Linked DNA regions of Mus musculus: region 1 is linked to region 2. Evidence: chromatin contacts called from public HiChIP or PLAC-seq data. All regions are on one chromosome and are shown on one strand. The core of a region is the stretch at or near the end of the contact, and the rest is flanking DNA. Distances in the headings are between cores, read along the strand shown.

The links. HiChIP or PLAC-seq counts read pairs in DNA pulled down with a chosen protein or histone mark.
Region 1: a contact with region 2 is called in a BATF HiChIP or PLAC-seq map of CD8 T cells, with 6 read pairs. The contact joins two enhancer-like sites. A contact is called at or near these places in 2 of 39 promoter capture datasets (liver and neutrophils), 3 of 115 datasets of contacts at active chromatin or transcription factors (CD8 T cells, bone marrow-derived macrophages and microglia) and 2 of 9 other capture datasets (adipose tissue and liver).

Annotation. Positions count from the first base shown.
Region 1 is chr11:70,582,799-70,587,933 of GRCm38.p6, forward strand. All of the region lies in intron 1 of Mink1 (misshapen-like kinase 1 (zebrafish)), which reads left to right. Among named protein-coding and RNA genes, the nearest start is that of Gm51905, 16 kb to the right of the region's middle. Within about 2 kb of position 3,608, at least 174 of the 459 cell types and tissues checked have an H3K27ac peak or open chromatin away from gene starts, as enhancers often do. A contact at or near this core is called in CD8 T cells and bone marrow-derived macrophages, where this site is marked.
Region 2 is chr11:70,786,625-70,791,343 of GRCm38.p6, forward strand. It overlaps Scimp (SLP adaptor and CSK interacting membrane protein), which reads right to left. Exons shown (of 5, transcript NM_001045526.2): 5 at 4,308-4,719. Among named protein-coding and RNA genes, the nearest start is that of Scimp, 24 kb to the right of the region's middle. Within about 2 kb of position 2,862, at least 82 of the 459 cell types and tissues checked have an H3K27ac peak or open chromatin away from gene starts, as enhancers often do. A contact at or near this core is called in CD8 T cells and bone marrow-derived macrophages, where this site is marked.

The DNA of each region.
Region 1 (5,135 bases), core at 2,358-4,857, 200 kb before region 2:
GAGTAGTATTACGTCAGAACACTGCTCCGGCATCAATGCTGGCTTTCTTTACTTGAGACCAGAGGTTCTCAGCCTGTGGGTCTCGACTCCTTTGGGGTGGGGTGGTGGTGTGAGTGTGGAATGACCCTTTCACAGGGGTCGCCTAAGACCATCAGAAAGCACATGATTCTTAACAGTAGCAACATTACAGTTAAGAAGTAGCAACAAAAGTAATTTTATGGTTGGTGTCACCACAACAGGAGGAATTGTATTAAAGGGTCACAGCATTAGGAAGGCTGAGAACCACTGGGCTAGGCAGATATTCCACTTGTCAGAGCCTTGGTTTTCTCATCTGCCCAGCTCTCTACAGTTCTGAAGCACAGATGAAAACACTTTAATGACTGCACATGCTGGGTGACTGGGAGAAGGCAGCAGCCATGGGATGATAATGCAGTTCTGCTCCCCGGGGACACACCAAGTGTGTGGAGAGCTTGTTCCGTTTTAAAAACTAAGGCCTTTACTTAACTCGGGGTAAAGGCAGGATACCACCTCAGCTGCCTGCAGGATTTGCAGGATTTCCTGACCTGCATGATCAGTAGTCTCCTCCAGACTTGAGGCTAGGGGCTGGTCTCCCTGGCCTGCAGCTCTGTTTCCCCTTAGAGAGCTCTGCAGGCAGGCGGAACCTCAGAAGCAAGCTGTTTATCTTTCGGGTTTTTCAGTTTATTTTTAAATTTCTGACTGATGGTATTTATTTTTTCCTTGTCCCTTTCTCCACTTCCCCAGCTCAAAAAGGGACCATCTGTCCTTGCCTTGCCTGCGGCCATTTTAGAGCCCCATCATGCTGCTTGAGTTTTGGTTCCTTCTCTTTTGCTCCCTCCCCTACCAGCCTTCCTCATGTAGATCTCCAGTGTTGGGCCATTTCTGAAGACCCTCTAGATTGATGCAGGCAGCCACCCTGGGGTCCTTGTGAGTCTGCAAAGTCTAGGGAGCCTAGGTCTGGGGACAGTAAAACCAAAGGGTGTAATTAGGGGAGATTCCCTTACATCCTTGCGGCAGGTAGGGTGCCCCTTTGCACTGACTAGTTTCTGATGAGAATGGCATCTGTATTCATAGATGTGTTCTGTTCTAACTTGTTTCTGCTTCCGCATGTATCTGCATGTGTGTGTGCATGCGTGCATGCTCTCTACCTCCTCCTGGCTTACAGACCCAGAAGGAGCGCATTACGCCACCTCTATGTAAATACCCATCTTGCTTTCTTTTCCCTCTCCTCTACTCCTGGAGCATACTTGATTGCTACAGAAACAAAACACTTCAGAATATGGATGCATAGAAGACTGGCACTTTACAGTGTACAGTCAGAATCCACGGAGAGCTGATGACGTTTCCCAGTGTGAGAGGGAGGCCAGTAGAGTTGAGAGTCCATTTTTGACAGTGAGGAAATCTGGGGACCTGGATCTTGGAAGGCTTCATGAGAGCATAGTTTATTATAAGTGGGTGTGCTGAATACTGACAGTTTGATGAGGATTTTAGCCTTCAGAATGTTTATACACTCTCTTCTCTTCTTCAGGTTCAGGGTCATTGAAGAGGGGTCCTCTAGGGAGCCCTTCTCCATCCACTTCCTTTCCCCTAAGGATGTAACCTGTCCAGTGCTTTAGCTAGGGGCCTGCTTTCCACATTTAACCATTGGGGCTGAGAACAGGTTCTATTGCCTGCTTTCTGAGGTTGGGAGATGGAGACCCACTCAGCTCACCTGTTGAGAAGGCTGGTGTCTGTCTCTGCATTTCCTTTGGGTCCTTGGAGCTGTATGTCATCTCTGCTTAGGCATGAAGGCAGAGGTGATCTTGTGAGACTTTCTTGTATCTCCAAGCTCCCCAAAGCCCCTGGTTTCTCTCCTGCACACATGCTCATCTTGCTGTCTCTCTTTTGCACATCCTTAATTACTCCTATCTAGATGAAGGATGTGAAAGGCTGCCGTACTTTACCAGAACACTTGCCTCTCCTAACTTCTGCCTGAACTGAGAAAGGTGTGTGATCCTGGTGGCCCTTAAGTTGTTGGGAAACCCTGTTTGATGCTCCCCTGGTGGTGCTCCAGACACTCTCAATAATAGTGGTTTAAACTGGTAATCTGGTCGGGAATGGAACTGAAGGATGCATTTCAAAGTTGCATTTGCACAGTGCTCACACTTAAGTGTTAATGTTTGAAGTGGCTTTGAAGGAGCGATGAGTTTATGAGAGATCAAAAATTCCTTCCCTCAGGATATACCTACCCTCGCAGAGACTTGTGCCAGGGTGGGGAGATATCCAGGGGAACCCTGACCTGCTCTGGGGAGAAGAGGAGGGGGTTGGGGGAAGGACTGTGGGAGGGGGTGGCTGGGAGGGGGCAATGAGTGGGATGTAAAATGAATAAGTAATAAATAATAAATGTCCGTCTCCCAAGCTGTCTATTGGTGTTCTGCCACTGCCTTTATAACCCCCCAGCCCACCATGCTTTATATGGGCCTTCTAGATTACAGAAAGAGCTGAGGAAAACAGGCCCATTGTTCTCATTCAAGCAGGGATGCAGGAGCCTGCTCTAGCCTCTGAAATGGTACCAGATACACAGAGACTTCCAGGGTGAGCTGCCCAGCCTCTTGTTCATCTTAGAGCTCAAGTTTCCAATCTCTTCCTGCATAACCCCTGGTTCTTTGCTCCTCTGGTCTCTTCTGTGCTGTTGGTCATCACAGGGAACTCTGCTGGGAGTAAGGTTGGAGCGAGTCAGGGTGGGGGTTCCGGTCCTCCAGCCTCACAGCTGGCTAGCCAAGACTTGTCCGGTCCGCCCACACCCTGTGGCAGCTTTACCTCCTGGCCCAGTTCCCACGGGGCAGGGAGAGGTGAGGCACTGACTGCAGTGGCCTGCTGGGTACAGCTGAGTGAGTAATTACGGCTGGGCTTGAAGCCCACGTGAGACCAGTCCTTCTCTTGTTTCTAGTTGGCTTTCTTGTTTTGTCTTTAATGTTTCTTTCCTAAGGAATTCCTCTAGATTTTATGTTTCCAGATCTTTCTACCATGCTAGCAGCTTCTCTGGATTTAGTAATGAACCCTTACAGACAAGAATTTCTATAATTATAAGACTCCTGGATCAGCAAACAGGCTGATGTAGCATCCTATCCTATCCTATCCTGTCCTTCCCTGCACTTGCTTCCCAAGCCCTCTTAGCCTTTACAATGAATGTATCACCTGGAGCTAGCCCTCAGGCTACGTTATACAGTTTCCCAGAGGGAGAAAAAAAAGTATGTGATTTTGTTTAACAAGGTCTCACATAGCCCAGGCTGACCTTGAATGCATATAGCCAGTGATGGGCTTGAACTCATGGTCTTCCTGTCTCTGCCTCCCAGTGCTGGAACTGTGGGAGTAGACCACCGTACCCAACTCATACATAGAGTTTTACTGTCCATCCATTGTCCCAACCCCACCCTGGCCCCCTTTTGAGTAGGGGCTAACTTTGTAGATCAAGCTGGCCTTGAACTTAGATTGTTGTTGCTTGTGTCTACCTCCCTAGCGCTGGGATTCAAGGTATACAACAACATACATGGCCATATGTGGAAATGCTAACGTATGAGAGGAATGAGATGATAGATGCTTAGTCATAGAAGCACTAGTAAGAGGATGGGAGAGGCAGCCAGAGCCTGACTGTATGTGCTCACTGTACAGCAAAGTAGTTTTGCATATGCCACAAATTCAGAGCTGAAGGGAAGGCATTGCTGTTTCATTCTGGCACAAGTCTGGCCAGCCCTCATTCTGTGTATAACACCTAAGTGCTGTCTTCATCCTGTCCTTAAATGGCTCCTGTTCTACTGGGGAGGAGGAAACGTAATCCTGTGTAAGGTAGAATAGCAATGTGCTGTCCAGCTTGTTTGGTTGTAAGAGCTTACTCAGGGTAGGTCACATAAAGGGATGGCTGGTTCTGGAAGCAGCTGCATGCCTTTATACCTTAAATCCTGCCTCCACTACTTAACGGGCTGCCAGCCTTGAGCATGTTACACACCTCATGTTATGTGACAAAACTTTTAATTTACCCTCGATAGGGAGTCCACAACAGACCAAAGTACAGATACCACCAAAGTCCAACTTGGTGAACCAATGAGTTTTATTGGGGTTACTTACAGGAATATGGATGAGGGTTGCTTACAGGGACAGAAATAACTTAAGGACAGATTCATCACCAAGGCCCACCCCAGCGTTGGTGATGGCTCACAAAGCTGAGAGCCTAGAGCCCACTGCGCAGCAAGTTGGAGAGTGTCCTTTCCGAGTGACTCAGTGGATCTGACCCTCTTCCAGACAGCTAGCGTTCTGTTTTCTGGTTCTTCCAGGCAGCCTCAGAGTCTCCTTGGCAGCTTGGCTCCGTTTGTCTTTGAGGGACTCTCAGCTTTTATTCTTACTCTGGCAGGGAGGGGCTTCATGAATTTGGTCAGTTTCAGGGGACTTCCTAAAGTTATTTTGGGTTGTTTGTCTTCCTGTTTAAGGAGTTACATAACACCTTTATTGTGGCTTTTGAATTTACTGGGAAAGACCAAAGACTTAGATTCAGTTTAAATTTAAATTAAATGAATTTATTCTTACTGCTAACAGGATAGCAACCTTAGAGCCAAACAGTATGCTGAGCTAAAGGAAGTGTTTATAAAGGTGGAGCTCAAAGGTGGACTTTACAGTTATCTATGGAGTCCACAGCTGGGCAAGAAAATGGTGTTGCTCCTTCCCATTCTCTTCCCTGATATACAGTAATAAAACAACCATGCCATCCTCTAGCCGGCACAGGGGAGGTAAGTGTACATTTTTACCCAGGTCTGAGCTCTCTGGCGGAAGTGTCACTCATGACTGGGCTAGAGCAGTTTGTTAGGATTGGCTGTCACATCCCCATACCTTCACAGTCCAGATTGTCCGTGAGAATACTACAACTCTCTACTTTTCGGATGTGTCTGGGCATTACATTGGTTGCCTTGTGTAAAACAGTACAGTGCCTGTCTGTTAATATCAGCTCTTCTTGTTTATAACAAAAGTTTGCTTCCTTGCTCTGACTGGCTTTGAACTTGAGATCCTCCTGCCTCAGACTCCCAAGCGTTGGGATTGCAAACACACATTGCCTTGGAAGTCGATGTTTTTTACTAGGGGTCAGGAAC
Region 2 (4,719 bases), core at 1,612-4,111:
GTTGAACAATAGATTTCTGTTGTTCCTAAAGTAACTGGGGCTATATTTTGAGTGTACCCCAAAGGTCTACGTATGTATTACAGGCTTGCTCCCCAGGATGGTGCTTTTGGGAGGGGATGTAGTCTTTAAGTGGTGCAGCCAAGTGAGAACTCCTTAGGTTATTCTGGGGAGGGTGTCATCAAATGGATTAGGGAGCCTCTGACTCCTTTGTTTTTTTCTTCACCTCTTGGCCATTTAGTGCATGACTTTGCTTCAGCCTTCCCCCCTCCCGCTATGATGTACGCTCACTTTCCTTCAGGTCTAAAGCAACTGGGTCAAACCAGTCATGAACCGGAACCTCCAATGACCGAGAACCAAAATAAACTTTTTATCTTGACAAGTGTTTAGCTCAGGTATTTTGTTACAGTGATAGAAACCTGAGTAACACACACATAAGTCACCTTCTTACGGCTGCCCAGAGACTCAGACAAAATATGGTGCCGAGAAATGATGAGCTGTGCTTACCAAAGAATGTGGAAGTGTTTTGAAATACATGTTGGACAAAAACTGAATTACTGTTCACAGACCCTAAAGGGAAGTTCCCTGTATGGGCTCAGAAGAGACGAGTTACGGAGAAATCTCACACACCACGTGAGAGGCAATGGACAGGACAGCAGCGGAAAGAGGAACATCAAAGGGTATTCTGGTGGCTTCTCAGCTGGAAATGGGAAACAAGGAGCCTGGAAAGCAGAGGAAGGGCGAGCCCGTTATAAAGCCCATTCGTGTCTTGGCATTTTCGGAGGTTCTGAGCATTGATGAGGCCAGTTGGCGGATGGAGAGGAAAGTCCTGTGTGTTTGGCACTCTATCTTGACTGCTTGTAGAAAATGTAAAACAAACAAACAAACAAACAAAAACAGAAAAACAGAAGCAGAATTTAAAAGCCCGGAACATTCTCAGTCTATCCATATTGTAAAGAAAGAAAAAGCAAGTTCAGAAAACATCGAAGAGCCAGCCAGGGGACTGCTGATAGGAGGTTCACTCGGCTACTTGCTTAGGACACGGGGATACAACACAGAAGAAATCTTGAAGATCTTGGGACCCTTCCCAGACCAGAGTGGTTAAGCCCTGGGGGGTTAAATGGTTTCTGAGCTCTGTTTCCTGTATTATGATTCAGGGCTCTGTAGCCACCCAAGCAGAGGTTTAAGCTGTGGTCCAAGGCACAGCTCTGGCCACCAAATGGTACACCACGGATGCCTGCAAAGTGTCATTCCCCATGAATGGGAAGTGTAGTGTCTGTGGGCAAGAGTCCTTCCACCTCAGTTTCCAATGATGCCCCAGAGATATCCTCAAGGCCAGGCAGAGGAGCTGCATCAGGGAATGGATATCAGAGTGTCCTGTCTAAGGTACAGCCCAACACAGCCATGTAGAGAGAGAGGCCTTCCCAAGACTCCAGAATTGTACAGACACCAGTAGCTGCCTGAAAGACCAGTATATCCTACAAAGCCAAAGAGCTATAGAAGAATAGGAAGAACTCTTAACCATGGAGCCATCTCCCCAGTCCCTTAATTTTGTTTGTTTCATAAAGAAGACCAGACTGCAACTATTACCAAGGGCGCACCATGGAGGTACTGGAGAGATGACTCAGCAGTTATGAGCACTGACTTCCAGAGGTTCCGAGTTCAATCCCCACCAGCCACATGGAGGTCCACAGCTGTCTGTAGCTCCAGTCCCAGGGGACCTAACGCTGTCTTCTGAAGACACTGCACACATATGGTATGCATGCAGGCAAAACATCCATACATACAAAATAGATATAATTTTTAAAAAGGAGAAAACTATGGTTCTGTGATTTGAGGCATGAGTTTTCAAAACTGTTGAGGCAGCCATCCATGATCTGTTTCAAAATGATATGTCAGCACTATTGTGGTTACCATAGTTATCCAGGGAGTGAGCTCAGGATGGGCCCTACCTTCTTATTTCTGGACTCTTTTAAATCAGTGACTATGTAGCTGGTCACTTGGCTTGGGCTCTGCTGTGTGACTAGAATATACACTAAGGTCCTATGACGTCTTGATATGGTTAATGTTGTCACACAGATTGGCAGTAGAAAGCACAGTCTTAGTACATGAGCCTAGCTCAACTCACAACAAATTTATAAATGTCCAAAAACTTTTATTCTACTTTTTTGCTGGCAAATAAACTGGTTGTTATATTTCCCTGTGTGTTTGGCATTCAAAAATATATTTATTAAGTGCCTTCTGTGTGCGGGGGCTTATTATGGACACTGGGAAAATAGAAGCTCTCCCTTAAGGAGCCTCATATTCACATGGCTGCAACCCGGACTCATTTGAGAGAACAGCTTGAGAAAGGGTCTATCTCAGCTTGTGGTTCCAGTGAGTTCAGTTCATGGCTACCTGGCTTGTGTTTCTGGGCCCGTTGTGAGGCAGAACACGGAGGCCGTCTGAGTGCATAGGAGAAGTTTCTTCAGCACAGGGTAGCTAGGAAGCAGAAGGAAAGAGAGAAACAGACAAGAGAACCCCCAGGGCAGGACACAGCCCTTGACACACCCTGGCTACCGACTTCCTCCTGTTAGACCTCACCTTTTAATGTTTCTAGGCCCTCCCAAAATAGAACCACTAGCTGGACAACACATATCAACACATGGGCCTCCCAGTATAGGGAGAACAGAAAGTTTAGGGCCTGGAATTCATTCATTCATTCATCCATTCATTCATTCGATCATTGAGCATACTTACTGACCATCCTCAGCATGCTAGGAACAGGGAAAACAAGGAAGAAGAGAAGGCCTGTCTCTGCACTGGTGTTGCCTTTGTTCAACTGGAAATGAAAGTCACATGAGCAGATCGTTCCGGATATAAGAGTTATGAAGGGGAAGCACCTACAAAGGCCACCACCACATCGGGCCGGTGAGGAAAGCACAGTGCCTAAGATGCAAAGGAGGGGAGGAATATTGCGTATAGCAGGGACAAGAGAGACCACAGCAAAGGTACTTACAAGTAGAGGAAAAACACTGGGGAACATGGAGGTTGCCAGGAGGAGGTAGTGTGTGAAAAGTTAGCCAGTAATAAAATCCTGACAAATCTTGTAAGCCATATTTAAGAGTTTGGCCTCTGTCTGAGGCTAATAGGTAAAGATGAGCTTTTAGCAATGGGAAGAAGTATTCGGTTGCTCACTTTCAAAAATCACCAGCTGCCAATCAGTGTTTTGGAGTCTGAAATACCAGAGGCAGGACACTGGTTAGAGGTTCTTAAAGTTCTCTTTGGGAAGTGCTGGCCATGGGCTGACTGACCTCAGAGTGATGGAGACAGAGCTGATCTGACTGAGGCACAGTCAACAGGAGGTGGGGACACTGGCAATAAAGGATGCAAGAAAGGACCTAACTTCTGCCCTTAGCAAGGGAGGAAGTAATCTAGCACGAGAAGTCAGGGGTGGGGATGTGTCATCAGTTATCCATGGAATATGTTGAATTTGAGGATCCCGTGGGATAATCAGATGGAGGTGTCCTGCGGGCTCTGCAACCTGGAACTGGAAAAGAGGGGTTGAACTGGAGCCTGTGGTTGGGAAGTTGCTAGGGTAAAGGGGATGCTGAGCCCTGTGGTATTGGCAACATCACTCAGCAATGCTGAGAGGGAAAGAGGAAACAACAGCACCCCAGGAAAGATAGGATGGAAAAGTAAGGAATGACCACTAAAGATGTGATAGTGAAAGCTACAGAAGGGGCATTAAGCTCTGAACTCTCGTCTTGAGTACCCTGCTGGAGGGTGCTGGCTGGACACTTCCTGGGGCAATCTACTCTTCCTGGCACAGCCAACATACCCACTGCCAAAGAAAAGCTAGCTGGGGGCAGAAGTCAGAAGGCCACTTGAGTCCTCTGTTGATCATTAGAAATGGTGTCTGAAAACACAGGAAATAAACTTGTGTCAGAACTTGACTCTTTGATGGGTTTGGTCCACATTCTATAAATATCCTGGGGGTTGAGGTGTGAGTGGGTGGGGCAGCGTCACTTTCTCACCTTACAGACTCAAAGTGTCTGCGCATCACAAGAGCCCTCAGCTATAAAGACAAGTCATGGCTTCTAGGAGGTTCAGGGGTGGGTGGGGCCTGAGAGAAGGGAGACAGGCATCCTTAAGGTGTGGCCTACATAGGGATTGAGAGCTGGGAGGCTCCACACAATCAAACACCAAGACTATGATCCCTAGCAGTCTCTCAGCTTAGGGGTCTCAACCCCCTTAGGGGTCAAATATCAGATACCCTGAATATCAGATATTTACATTACAATTCGTAACAGTAGCAAAATTACAAGTATGAAGTAGCAACAAAATAATTTTATGGTTGAGGATCACCACAAATAAGGAATTGTATTGAAGGATCCCTGCATTAGGAAGGTTGAGAGTCACTGCCTTACAGCTACATTCACCCAGGGAACGAAAGAAAATGTTGAGAAATGAGTCAGTTCTCACAGGCCCAGTGGTCTGCACTAAGGAAACTTCCTCCACAAAGGTGCCAAGGCCACATCCTCAGAATCTTGGGGTAGAGCTTCTGCAGTGTCAGAAACATCAGGAGCATCTGGAGCAACAGGAGCATCTGGAGCAACAGAAACATCTGGAGCAACAGAAACATCTGGAGCAGCAGAAATATTTGGAGCAACAGAAACATCTGGAGCAGCAGAAACATCTGGAGCAACAGAAACATCTGGAGCCTCGGGAACATCAAGCTGT